Regions from separate parts of the Mus musculus genome. Here all the other regions are linked to region 2. The links are chromatin contacts, called in public promoter capture Hi-C maps. All regions are on one chromosome and are shown on one strand. Each heading gives the region's core, a stretch centred on a gene start, on an enhancer-like site or on the middle of the called end of the contact. The rest is flanking DNA. Distances are from core to core; before and after follow the strand shown. Region 1 holds the start of Rap1a (RAS-related protein 1a). Region 2 holds the start of Hipk1 (homeodomain interacting protein kinase 1). Region 3 holds the start of Cd53 (CD53 antigen). Region 4 holds the start of Cd2 (CD2 antigen).

Evidence for each region. Promoter capture Hi-C pulls out the DNA fragments that hold promoters and counts their contacts.
Region 1: a promoter capture Hi-C map of pre-B cells shows a contact between it and region 2, with 5 times the contacts expected there. The contact joins the promoter of Rap1a here to the promoter of Hipk1 in region 2. A contact is called at or near these places in 3 of 39 promoter capture datasets (fetal liver, liver and pre-B cells) and 1 of 9 other capture datasets (liver).
Region 3: a contact with region 2 is called in a promoter capture Hi-C map of pre-B cells, with 4 times the contacts expected there. The contact joins the promoter of Cd53 here to the promoter of Hipk1 in region 2. A contact is called at or near these places in 1 of 39 promoter capture datasets (pre-B cells) and 1 of 9 other capture datasets (liver).
Region 4: a promoter capture Hi-C map of liver shows a contact between it and region 2, with 4 times the contacts expected there. The contact joins the promoter of Cd2 here to the promoter of Hipk1 in region 2. A contact is called at or near these places in 1 of 39 promoter capture datasets (liver) and 1 of 484 Hi-C or Micro-C datasets (CD8 T cells).

Annotation. Positions count from the first base shown.
Region 1 is chr3:105,799,791-105,802,677 of GRCm38.p6, reverse strand. It overlaps Rap1a (RAS-related protein 1a), which reads left to right and starts at 1,297. Exons shown (of 8, transcript NM_145541.5): 1 at 1,297-1,439.
Region 2 is chr3:103,789,423-103,792,574 of GRCm38.p6, reverse strand. It overlaps Hipk1 (homeodomain interacting protein kinase 1), which reads left to right and starts at 1,300. Exons shown (of 16, transcript NM_010432.2): 1 at 1,300-1,580.
Region 3 is chr3:106,788,538-106,791,555 of GRCm38.p6, reverse strand. It overlaps Cd53 (CD53 antigen), which reads left to right and starts at 1,407. Exons shown (of 8, transcript NM_007651.3): 1 at 1,407-1,589.
Region 4 is chr3:101,286,241-101,289,225 of GRCm38.p6, reverse strand. It overlaps Cd2 (CD2 antigen), which reads left to right and starts at 1,287. Exons shown (of 5, transcript NM_013486.2): 1 at 1,287-1,401; 2 at 1,511-1,819. The coding sequence starts at 1,347.

The DNA of each region.
Region 1 (2,887 bases), core at 48-2,547, 2.0 Mb before region 2:
CTAACAACTTCCTTCCTTCCAAGGGGTTCCTCTAACCTGACTGTCAACTCTGCTTATCTTTAACCTCTAAGTTTCTCTTGGTCCTCTCTTCCAGTTACTCCCCATCCCTAAGAGAGTTTATGTAGACCGGAGGGTCAAATCATCTACATCCTGATGGATCTCAAATTTATATCTCAGACTCATCACCACTGAACTTTCTCCATCCCCCATAAAACTGAACTCTCAATTTCTTTGGTCCCAGCTTTGTTCTTACCCTATCTTCTCTCTTATTAAATGATATCAGTCAGCAGGCCCCCAACCTAAGATTCATTCCTAATTGTTTCGTTCGACCCTCTGCTTTCTCAAGTCTAAATCTATTAAAATAGGTTTAATAAAGCTAAAATAAACAAAATCTAAAATAAAATAACCACTCTTGGCCAATTGGACGAGAATAGCCACCTTAGACTTCCCCTGTGAACATTCGTGCTTCAGTTGGATATTTTACATACACAGTGAGACTCACTCCAGTTCCCGATGGGCCTGAAACTCATTGTGTAGTCCAGGCTAACCTCAAACTCGTGGCAATTCTGTTCCTGTTTTCAAAATGCTGGGATTCCAGGAGTAAACCACCACGCCCTGCATAAAGTTAACCTTTAAAAACATGAACTAGATATAGTTGTTTCTGGGCCCACCCTCTCCTCGGGGCTTCCTGTTGTCATTACAATGGCCCAAAGGCTCCACCGGGTCTGGTCGTTTGTCCAGATCTTGGCGCCTCAGTACTCTTTGGCCATAGACTCTACTTATCTATCCATCCTTTCGCTTGCATTTTGCTAGTTGTGAAATATGGAAGACACACCCCACCTCGGGGTTTGTGGCTGATTTCCTCTCAACCCAGGAAGGTATTCTTCTCATCCAGCCTCTTTTGGATAGGCTCGTTTCTTCATAGCACGAACAAAAGCATGCAAAGCCCTCCCTGGTGACCTGTGAATTTTGCTACTCTTTTTGTTGTTCGTGTTCCCTCTCCTGGGTCACGAGGATGAGAGCTCTATAAGTGACTTTCCCTATGTATGCCTAGGCATTGGGGACCTACTAGGCACTCAACTAACAGCTGTCCCATGGTTGCATCCCTTCAAAATTCTCTTTCTGATTTTTTTTTCCCTTCCTCATTTCAATGTTGGCCTTAACCACCTTCTCAAAGGCAAGGCCCCAGTTCCTGTTGGCACACTATGCCCCCCACCCTTTGAAGAACGGCTCCCTTAAATAGATTCCGGACACAGCGGGGAAGGCGGAGACCAGGGCGGGGGGGGCGGGGCCTGCGTGCTGCGTGCGTGCGCGTTCCGGAGGCGCCGCCGCCGCCGCTCCCGAGGCCGCTGCTCCTGCCGCCGCCGTGCAGAGCCCGAGCCCGAGCCGCGGCCGAGAGGAGGGAGGAGGAGGAGGTGGAGGAGGCGCCGGGCCGCGGGGTGAGTACGGGGTGCGAGTGAGGGGCGCGGACTGGCCGCACCTCGGTGGCCTATTCTTAACCGTCCGCGAGTCCGGGGCGGCGGCCGGGGGCCCGGCGGGCGGGAGGGGCCGCGGCTGAAGGCCGGAGCCAGCCACGCCCGCGGACCGAGGCGGCCCGGCGGGGCCTGCGGGACCGGCCGCGAGGGGCGGGCCGCGAGATGGGACGCGTGTCCGCGCCCGCTCGGCTGTCGTCCCCGCGGACGGAGAGGTGCGGTGCCCTCCGCGCGGCCTTTGCCCCGGCCGCCGAGCGCTGACACCTCTGTGTCCCACTCCGCCGCCAGCCCGGGTTCCCGCCCTCCCTGCCCTCTGTATTCTGCCGCTTGCCATGTGTTCGCCTTTGCAGCGTCGCTCTCGACTCTCTGATATCTGCTGCTACCCCTGAATTTTGTCAGGAAAGAGGCCACGGTGTGATTCCGGTCTTCCGCCCACCGAGGGCGTGTGAGGAGTGTGGGGTGGTGGGATTGTAGCTTGTCTCCTTACTCAGAAAGTTAAGGGCAGTGTCTTCTGCTGAGTTGTGTAATTGGCTGTTGTAAGGAGAAGAGCAAGGAAGGACAGTTGTGTCCCCCGCGTCCGCCCCCCCTCCTATCTGAGATTTCCTCACAGGATAGAAAACTAGAGTTGAGGGGACCTTTCATGCCTTGGAAAAAGAGCTACCGCTCAGAAACTGTGAGTGTATTGCCGTTGGGAAAGGAAAATCGTTTTGTCGCTGCTTTGAAGGAAGTACTGTGTAAGAAATGGAATAAAAGGGCAGGAGGTTAATGGGCCAAGCGGGACAGGTACCAACCGCTGTTGTCTGCTTCTTGGGTGGCTGAAGATACTGTTTTTATTAGAGTCAAAGTGTCGACTCTCAGAATTAACCAGGGGAGTTAGCCTTCAGAAGCGGGCGGTTAGAAGAGATGATGCTGGAAACAGGATTTGGAAACTTTCTTTGAGTTTCCTGTCAGAGTGTGTGGGGGTAGATATGCCTGTGAGTACTTTTTTCTTTTGATGTAATTGATTTCTGTAACACTTTGGTAGAGTAAGTACTAGATTAGGTCCCAGACTCTTTCCTGTCTTTATGCTCTTCTGTAACACTTTGTTTCAAAATTAAATTTACATTTTCGGATATTCTTTCTTAGTGTGACTCTTGTTTAGTTTAGTTCCTTGCTACTTCAGGTTCTGTTATGATTGTGTTCGTTAGCAAGGATTATACCTGTCCCAGCATTTGTCGAATGAGTTGAGTGGTCTGTTTACACATCTCTTATCTTTTTGAGAGAAATCTTTATGTTAAATGTTGCATTCCGCTTCCATTATAAAAAATGTCATTCTTAACCATTTCTAGAACATGGTGATGCATATGAACTCTTCCTTTGCCCAGGAAAAACAAAACAGACATTTATCCCCAGAATGTTGTATTCAGCTTCTGGTC
Region 2 (3,152 bases), core at 51-2,550:
AGGTGAAGATCCAAAGAAATCATGGATGTATGAGTGAGGACTGAAAAATATAACTGATAGAAAGGCCTCTCCTAGACCTGCTCTCTGCTCACAGGACACAGGTAAAAATCTATGGTGGTGGATAGTCAGTTAGGGGTTCAGACTGTTCTTGTAAGAAAGAACACATTTTCCATCTCCTCCTCTTTCTTTTTTTTTTTTTTTTTTTTTTTTGGTTTTCAGAGACAGGGTTTCTCTGTGTAGCCCTGGCTGTCCTGGAACTCACTCTGTAGACCAGGCTGGCCTCGAACTCAGAAATCCCGCCTGTCTCTGCCTCCCAAGTGCTGGGATTAAAGGCGTGCGCCACCACTGCCCGGCACTCCTCTTTCTTTTAGGTAGGGCCTCTCTATGTAGATCAAGTTGACAAACTCACAAGAGATCCATCTGCCTCTCCTTCCAGAATCTTGGGTTTAAAGGCATGAATCCTGGGTTTAAAGGCACGTACCATCCTACCTTACTCTTATAAATACTCGACTCCAAGAAATGTTTCTCATTTTAAGAACCAACATTTTACAGCGCGGAAGGCATATCAAGTCCCACAGAATCTCTTGAGGCTGAGTTGGCAACTGTCTACTAAGATAACCTAGTTTTCAGGGTCATTTTTCTTAAACATTATGCCAGGTCCACTTTCCGGAATCCACCGCCTTTCTACCCTTCGTGGAGGTAAGACAATTTTTGTTTACTGCATGCATGGAGGAGCTGAGTTCGGATATTTTATTTCCTAACAGATTCTACGGTGGGAGCGCTTCAGCACAGGGAGGCATCTAAATCCCTTATGCTGCCCTGAAATCGACATGGCAGCAAACAATTTAAGTAAAAACTGAGAATTCTAAACCCTCAGAGTCATCCCCAGGTAGTCAATGTCTCCCTGCGCTGCCCAATCGCTGGGATGTGATTGGGATGTTGGGGGAAAATCACACTGGTTTGGGGTGATGTCACACTAGCTGAGATGACATCTAACTGTAAGAAACCCGACCGCCACCAAACGCCGGTTAAACGACCTCGGAGACTGCTGTGCGGAGAGGACTGGGAAACCGGTCCCCACACACTGTCCACGCTGGCTCCCCACGGAGGCCCACCCACACCCGCGGCCCGGGGCAAGATGCAGTGATCTCAGCCCTCCCGCTCCTCCGCACTTCCGCCTCAGTAGGTGTCATGGCGCTAGGTGGCTGAATGGTTCCGGCGAGGCGGGGCCGGCGGGATGGAGGCGGTCGCTCGGGGCTCCACTTGTCGGGTCTGGTGACAACGGCGGCTGCGGAGCGAAGGGCCGGGCCGTGGCCCCGGACCGCAGGGGAGGCCGAGGCGGGAGCGCTCGGCGCTGAGGCGGCGGCGGCGGGAAGGGGCCGGGTGGCAGGGCAGGCGGGAGGCTGGCGAGGCTCCGGCCGCAGGACGGGCGCGGGGACGGCTCCGGGGGGCGGGGGCCGGGGCCGGGGCCGGCTCGTGCGGGGGGTATGATGACCCGGCTGCGGGGCCCCGGATCGCCTCTCCTCCGCCGCCTCCTCGCGGCGGCCCCGACTCGAGGCTGAGAACTACACACACCGGCGGTGAGTCAGGCTCGGCGAGGGGCTGGGGTCGTGGACTTTGGGAGTCGGCGCCCCGAGGTGGGACGGAGCGAGCCGCAGACTCCCTTGGGTAGCCGGCTTGCTTGGGGTGCCTCTCTCGCCAGGCCCCGCGCGGCCCTAGGCGCCTGGTCGCGAGCGGCCAGGCGCGACTGCGTGCCGGAGAAAATGGGCAGCTCCCCCTGCCTCCTGCCTTTCCCTCCAGATCGTGTTGTCCTCAGGTGACAGGGGTCCGTCTGGCATCTCCCCACCGTACAGATCTCCACCCCAACCGCGGACTGCGGTGGCAGGTTCTTGTGCTTGTGCGTGTGCATGTCACCCCACTCCCTGTAGCTGTAGTTTGGGCGTATTGGTGCCTTTGGGGACCGGGAAACCGCATCTAGAGTAAATCGTGGTGGTCGGGCTGGTATGGAAGCTTTTCTGTTCTCTTGGTTCATGTTCTGTAGTCTTTGAGTATGTAATTTGTGATGGTGGTAACGCTGTGTGGGGACCAGCCCACCTATATGTTTATCTCTGCAAGGCAAAGCTAGAGGTCTAAACTTTTGCAGTCCGTCGTCGCCTTTAAAGCCAAGAACAACAAAATCCAAAACATTAAAAGATGGAAACAACCAAAAGCCTTTGGGTAGGACCCACACTATAAACAGCTCTGTAGGGCAGCGTCCCCCTTTTGTGCTTGGCAACCGAGACCTAAAAACTTGGTCTCTAGGAGCGTTGGTCTAACCTCCAGTTTGTTGTGGTGACGAACCGTGAGCAATGGCCTGTGTGTTTATGCTGGGCGCGTTTTCTTTCCTGTTTGGGAATGGGTACTGGAACGGGAAGCCGGAGAGGGGGTGGGGGCAAGCTCCAGTAAGTGAATCTTTTCTCTACATAACCAGTGACTCAGTTGTGGATACTCATAAGATGCGCATTCTTGTCTCTTTGGTGACACTTTGAGAATTCTCAGTAGTGTAGTGCAGCCACAAACAAGAGTTTCAAATGTAGACTCCGTTGCCCCAGTCCGCTCTTTATCTTGTTTCCTAGTAACTGATGAAAACAGCAGCATGGCTTCCTGCTGTAGACGGAGTGGGGTTAAATTAAGTGGCGGATGGCCTCAGCAAAACCTACAATTTTGCTCTTGTTTGTGTAAAGCTATTTTTGATTCATGGTCTGTAAGATTTTGTTTTTTTTGTTTTTTTTTGTTTTTTTTTTGGTTAAGATGATAGAGAATGCAAACCATTGCCAATTTTTTTTGGGGGTGGGGGTTGCTCAGTTAAAAGCCTAAAGCTTCCTGTAAAACATTTAAAAACCTAACGACTCATTTTACCTCATCACTGTTATTCAACTGGTTATTTTAAGACTTTGCATGCAATTTTCTCAGGACTCAGTGTTGCAATGTGATGGAGTCTTTTAGATACTCTCCTTGGCAGCACACACCTTTAATGCCAGCACTCCAGAGGCAGAGGCAGGAGCATCTCTGTGAGTTCAAGGCCAGCCTGGGTCTACAGAGTGAGTTCCAGAACAGCCAGGGCTACACAGAGAAACCCTGTCTCAAAAAACCAAACCAACCAACCGAACAAA
Region 3 (3,018 bases), core at 158-2,657, 3.0 Mb before region 2:
TATCCATTATATACAAAGAGCTCACTAAGCTGAACTCTAGAAATTCAAATAACCCCATTAAAAATGGGTTACAGAACTAAACAAAGAATTTTTGACTGAGGAATATGGAAGGGCTGAGAAGCACTTGAAAAAATATTCAACATTCTTAATCATCAGAGAAATGCAAATCAAAAGAACCCTGAGATTCCATCTCACACCAGTCAGAATGGCTAGGATCAAAAATTCATGTGACAGCAGATGCTGGGGAGGATGTGGAGAAAGATGAACACTCCTCCATTGCTGGTGGGATTGCAAACTGGTACAACCACTCTGGAAATCAGTTTGGCGGTTCTTCAGAAAACTGGACATAGTACTACCAGTAGATCTAGCAATACCTCTCCTGGGCATATACCCAGAAGATGTTCTAACTGGTAAAAAGGACACATGGTCCACTATGTTCATAGCAGACCTATTTATAATAGCCAGAAGCTGAAAAGAACCCAGATGTCCCTAAACAGAGGAATGGATACAGAAAATATGGTACATTTACACAATGGAGCACTACTCAGCTTTTAAAAACAATGAATTTATGAAATTCTTGGGCAAATGGATGGATCTGGAGTATCACCCTGAGTGAGATAACCCAATCACAAAAGAAATCCTTTGATATGCACTCACTGATAAGTGGATATTAGCCCAGAAACCTAGAATACCCAAGATAGTTTTTTTTTAAACAAGATTTGTTTACTTATTATGTATATGTATATGTATATGTATATGTGTATGTGTATGTGTATGTGTATGTGTATGTGTATGTGTGTGTATATGTATAATGTATATGTATATGTATATGTATATGTATATACTGTAGCTGTCTTCAGGCACACCAGAAGAGGGCATTAGATCCCATTTATAGATGGTTGTGAGCCACCATGTGGCTGCTGGGAATTAAACTCAGGACTTCTGGAAGAGCAGTCAGTGCTCTTAACTGCTGAGCGATCTCTCCAGCTGCATTTTTGTTTTTCTAGTTCATGTTTTGATACACCTTTGTCCAAAAGTAGATATTCAATCCTACACAAGTTTATCTCTGTGTCCTCTACTATGCTATATTGATCTACAAGTATGGTTTCATTCCAGTACCATGCTGGCTTGGTCAGTATGGTTTAGTAGTATAGTTTGTGGTCAAACGGTGGGGACACATACACAGAAACAGACCCACGGGTATTTTGTAGTTGCTGCTTCAATTGAGAAGCACTGTTCTATGGCCAGGAAATATCACTCAAATTACTGTAAAGTTCACCAGAACTCAGATTGGTGTGTCAGACCTTCTTTAGCTTCCAGAAACCAGCTTAGAATAGGCTGGGAGTGGAAGCCTCTGCAAGTTCACTGAGGAACAGTTGACTATCTGAGCCTAAGAGAGAACACTCAGTCTCACTTCCTCACTCTTCTCGCTTGGGTTTCCTGTCGTCACAGCATGATTGTATTTTTTCTCTCTTCACTTCTCCTTTTACACAAATAGACATAGACTTCTGGGTTACAGGCTGTGCTGGCCACCTAAAAGATAATCAGTGAATTCTACCTGAAGTACTGAGGGACACTGCCTTCAAAAGGTAAGATTTATGACTTTTAACAGCTCTAAATCAGCTAATAAGGCACATAGCATTTTGAGAGTCTCCACACATCCCTTTAGTAACTTTAAAATGTGATGTGTTTACAAATATTTAGATCAGCACTTCCCTTAGGCAACTGGGCTAGAAATACTTTGATTTAATTGGTGTTTTATTTTCTGATATCTCTTTGGGCCTAAGTATTCATAAGCTTACATTATTATGCCACTTGAATTGCTTACTGTATATGGTGGTTTCTAATGCTTGAAGTTTTTGAGGTGAGATGAGATGAAATTGGGGAGATCTTCTATGTTGTTTTTTCTTCAAAAACTTGAAGTTTCATTTTAGAGCAGGGAGGAAAATCATAACCAGAGTGATTTAGAACAGTAGCCAGAAGACATGTTGTCTTTGTTTGAAAACATTTTAAAGGAAAGTTAGTGCTGAGAATGTCATGTTTTGATATAAGATAGATACAAAAAACCTGCAACATAGGTGTTCTGCAATGTACTTCATGTATTTTATTCCTATGGCTTAGTTTGGGGGAAGGTAAACATTGTGATCTGAAGGGCTTCTTTCTTCACTTTAAATGGTCTGTGATACACAAAGCTTGAACATTGACAAATTTCACATAAAATGTGCAGCAGAGAGGAAACCCACATAACTTGATACAGTAATAGTTTCCAACTTGCAAGCCATTCTAGGGTGTAAGTATTCAGCAAAATGATAGTCAAGCTTTGGTCAATACAAAATGTCTGTATCAGGTCTTTCTTGGTCCAAGAGCTGTGAAGAGCTCATTTGATTATAATCTAAAAGGGAGAAAGTAAAGTATCCATGTCCACATTTTCTCACCTAAAATTCAAGGGAGATGATTGGGAGTTAGTTGCAGCTTGTCAGAGCCACCCTCAGAGGCTACTAAACCTTATGTTTATAAATAGTGACCTAAGTGAACTAAGTTAAAAACCATGGGTTAGGCACCCTTTGATGTCTGACAGTATACTGTTGATACAGAGGAGAAATGAAGAAGAATGGAGAATTTGCCCAGTAATAGTTTTTTCCATGAGGAGCTTTTCTTGGTAATCATATCTATTAGAAGATTGAGCCAGAGAAGAATTTTATCTGCTGTGTGAGCAATGTTTTGCTTTCTCAATCTCGATCCAAATCTTCACTGCTTTGAAACTGGTTGATTAAGAGCAGATGCCAAACTGAAATGTGGTTTCCTGTGTGGGCCAGTTAAGGTTATTTTGCTTTTAGATATGATGTTTGCTTATCTTTATGCTCACAGGAAGTGATTCACAGCCTAGGCCAACACAACTACCTCACTACCACTCAAAGGATTTCAAGTTTTTTGTTAGCAAGAGGCAAATATATAAAGGAAAACCTCTGTTGTTTTGATATCTTCTATGTCCTCTGACTGCCTAGAAGCCTCAGACTA
Region 4 (2,985 bases), core at 38-2,537, 2.5 Mb after region 2:
TATCTTGGCTTGACTTCTCACACATTTAATAGCTCTTTGTACATGCATAGATTCTAGATTTTTATGTGGCCTCTAACGTCCATCTTTACTATTTCTGAATTGTGCAATACATATAGGAAGATTTTCCATACTCAAGAATAGGAATTCTTTTATGTTTCCTGTTAAGTCTTATTTCACTTGGATTTTTCCCCCCTTGGAATTAATATTTTAACTCAACTGAAATGCACTGTTGTGGCTGTTGTTAAGCATCTGAAATGGAAAAACCGTGATTTTGAAGACCTTTTCTCACTGAATTCTAAAGAATCAAAAGACTATATGTTCACTGTATCTCTTGCTCACGTGACCTCTCTGTTGTCTTTTTAGGGACATTAGTCCTTGTATCCCTGTTCACTATTTTTTTATAGTCTTAGGACAAGAGAGATATCTTGGTACTTAAGAGCTCAGGCTGCTCTTCCGGAAGACCCAGGTTTTATTCCCAGCACCCACGAGGCAGCTCACAACCATCTGTAACTTAAATTCCAGGAGATCGATGGACTCCTCTGGCCTCTTCAGGCATGGCGTTCATGGGTGTTGCAGTCACTTTTCAATGGCTGTGACAAACCATCATGACCAAGGCAACTTAGAGAAGGAAGAATCTACTGTGCTCTTACAGGTCCATGGCCAGCATGGCCGGGAGTATGGCAGCAGGCATGAAGCATAGCGCTGGAGCAGTAGCTGGGGGGGTTTTACATTCCTATCCACAGCAGGAGACAGACAGATAGACAGAGTGGGGAAGGGGAGAGGGAAGAGAGAGAGAGAGAGAGAGAGAGAGCTAACAGGACCACAAGGGCTTTAAAGATTTCTAAGCCTACCCTCAGTGACGCACCTCCAACAAGGCCACGCCTCCCAATCCTTCCCAAATATACATATCTGAATTCTATTCCTATGACCTTTTGCCGGTGAGTCTACTTGGTCCTGTTGAAGGCAGCACAGCTGAGTGGCCAGCTATGTTTAAGCCCTTGTTTACAAAAGGGTAGCTATGGCAACTGACCTCCCAGTTCCTCTTCTTCCTCTGGTGGGGTGCTAAAACCCAACACCCTAAGCTGTTTTTGTAAAGATTAAAATGTGACACAGACACCTATTTCGGTTAAGGAGGGCAGCAAATGCATGAGTCGTTTTGATAGGGTCTCTGTCTCTCTCTCTCTCCTTCCCCATCTCTACCTCTCCCTCTCCCCCTCCCCCTCCCCTACTGTGAACAGCAGGCATGAAAGACACGTGGTTCAGGTTGCTGGGTGTGGCTTCTGCCAGCCTCACCACAGTCCTGACAGAAAGAACTCAGAGTCACCCCTGGGAAAAGAACTCTAAAGATGAAATGTAAATTCCTGGGTAGCTTCTTTCTGCTCTTCAGCCTTTCCGGCAAAGGTAAGCATTCGCGTGGAGCTCTTCCGGAGACCTTGGAGTGGACATTAGAGGCGAAGAGGGAGATCCTCCGTAGTCCCGAGACCTCAGAAACCATCTTACTTTTTTACAGGGGCGGACTGCAGAGACAATGAGACCATCTGGGGTGTCTTGGGTCATGGCATCACCCTGAACATCCCCAACTTTCAAATGACTGATGATATTGATGAGGTGCGATGGGTAAGGAGGGGCACCCTGGTCGCAGAGTTTAAAAGGAAGAAGCCACCTTTTTTGATATCAGAAACGTATGAGGTCTTAGCAAACGGATCCCTGAAGATAAAGAAGCCGATGATGAGAAACGACAGTGGCACCTATAATGTAATGGTGTATGGCACAAATGGGATGACTAGGCTGGAGAAGGACCTGGACGTGAGGATTCTGGGTAAGTCTCCATTCCCTAAAGGTTTTCATTTTAGGACGGCTGCTATGTAGAAAGTTGGGGAGCAGCCTTTCTGTAGCATCCCCATCCAATGTTACCTGTGTGGCCCACAATGAAGACTCCAGTGGGTGAGGGTGGCTCTAAAGCCTGTCTGCCTTTCATTCTCTCTTTGGGTGGCTGTGGGGTTGTACAAAGACTCCCAGGTGACAGACAGGCATTAATCAGAAAGAAGACAGGTTAGCAGAGAAAAGACATGGACATCCTTGGTGGCCGATGAAGCTGTAGCTAGACAGGATGTCAGAGGGTGCCTAGGAGCAGTGAGCCTCTTGTCTGGAGAGCTATGTTTAAGCCAGGGTATGATGAGAGGGCATGATACTGAAGAGCAACAGGAGAAGACCAACCAGGAGTCCTCTCCTGTCATCCAAGCGAAGCCAAGCAGGTGGTCTTAGTCTTGGTGAGAACCAGCAAGTGAGCTGTAAGAAGTGACTCATGCCCAGGCTCCTGGCAGCATGGAGTATGTGTGCCAGTGGGATCTATAGCGTTCCAAGAGCTTCTAGTGAGAAGAGTTGTCATTGATAGTCATTGGCCTGGAGTAAAGGGTGCCAGGGAGATGAGGAAGGGTGCAAACATGCCGGGTGTGGGGGTGAGGAGGAAGTGAAGAAGCTTGGGTGGGTGAGAAAGAAGAAAACGAAGCCTGGGATGCTGTCGAAGCTGAAAGTCCAGGGACAAACTGGCAGCTCACACCAATGGGTGAGAGGAGAAAGCCTGCCCTTGGCTTGCGGAGAAAGCTGAGAATGCCTTGTGCAGAATAGATCAGCCATTCAGGGAGCACACAAACATTCTGAGCTTCACACAGGAAATGTCACTATAGAAAGGGCTCCCCTCATCCCCCCGTGGGTGTCCTTCCTGTCCAATACTCAGCACCTGGGCCTAACACCAACCTCTCTCCAGGGCCCCCTGTTAGCTCCTCTGTGCACAACTCTTCCCAGACCCAAATCCTGTAACTTTATCTAGAGAGAATGTCCCAGAAACGGGGTGGGAATGAGAACGACCACTCATCGTATCGAACCCTGTATAGCCTATTCATGTACTCTGTCACTGCGGTGACCATGGCTACTGGAGAGAAGTCAGGTGCTTGTTAGGTAGCCTGGTTTTCTTTGGCAATCCTG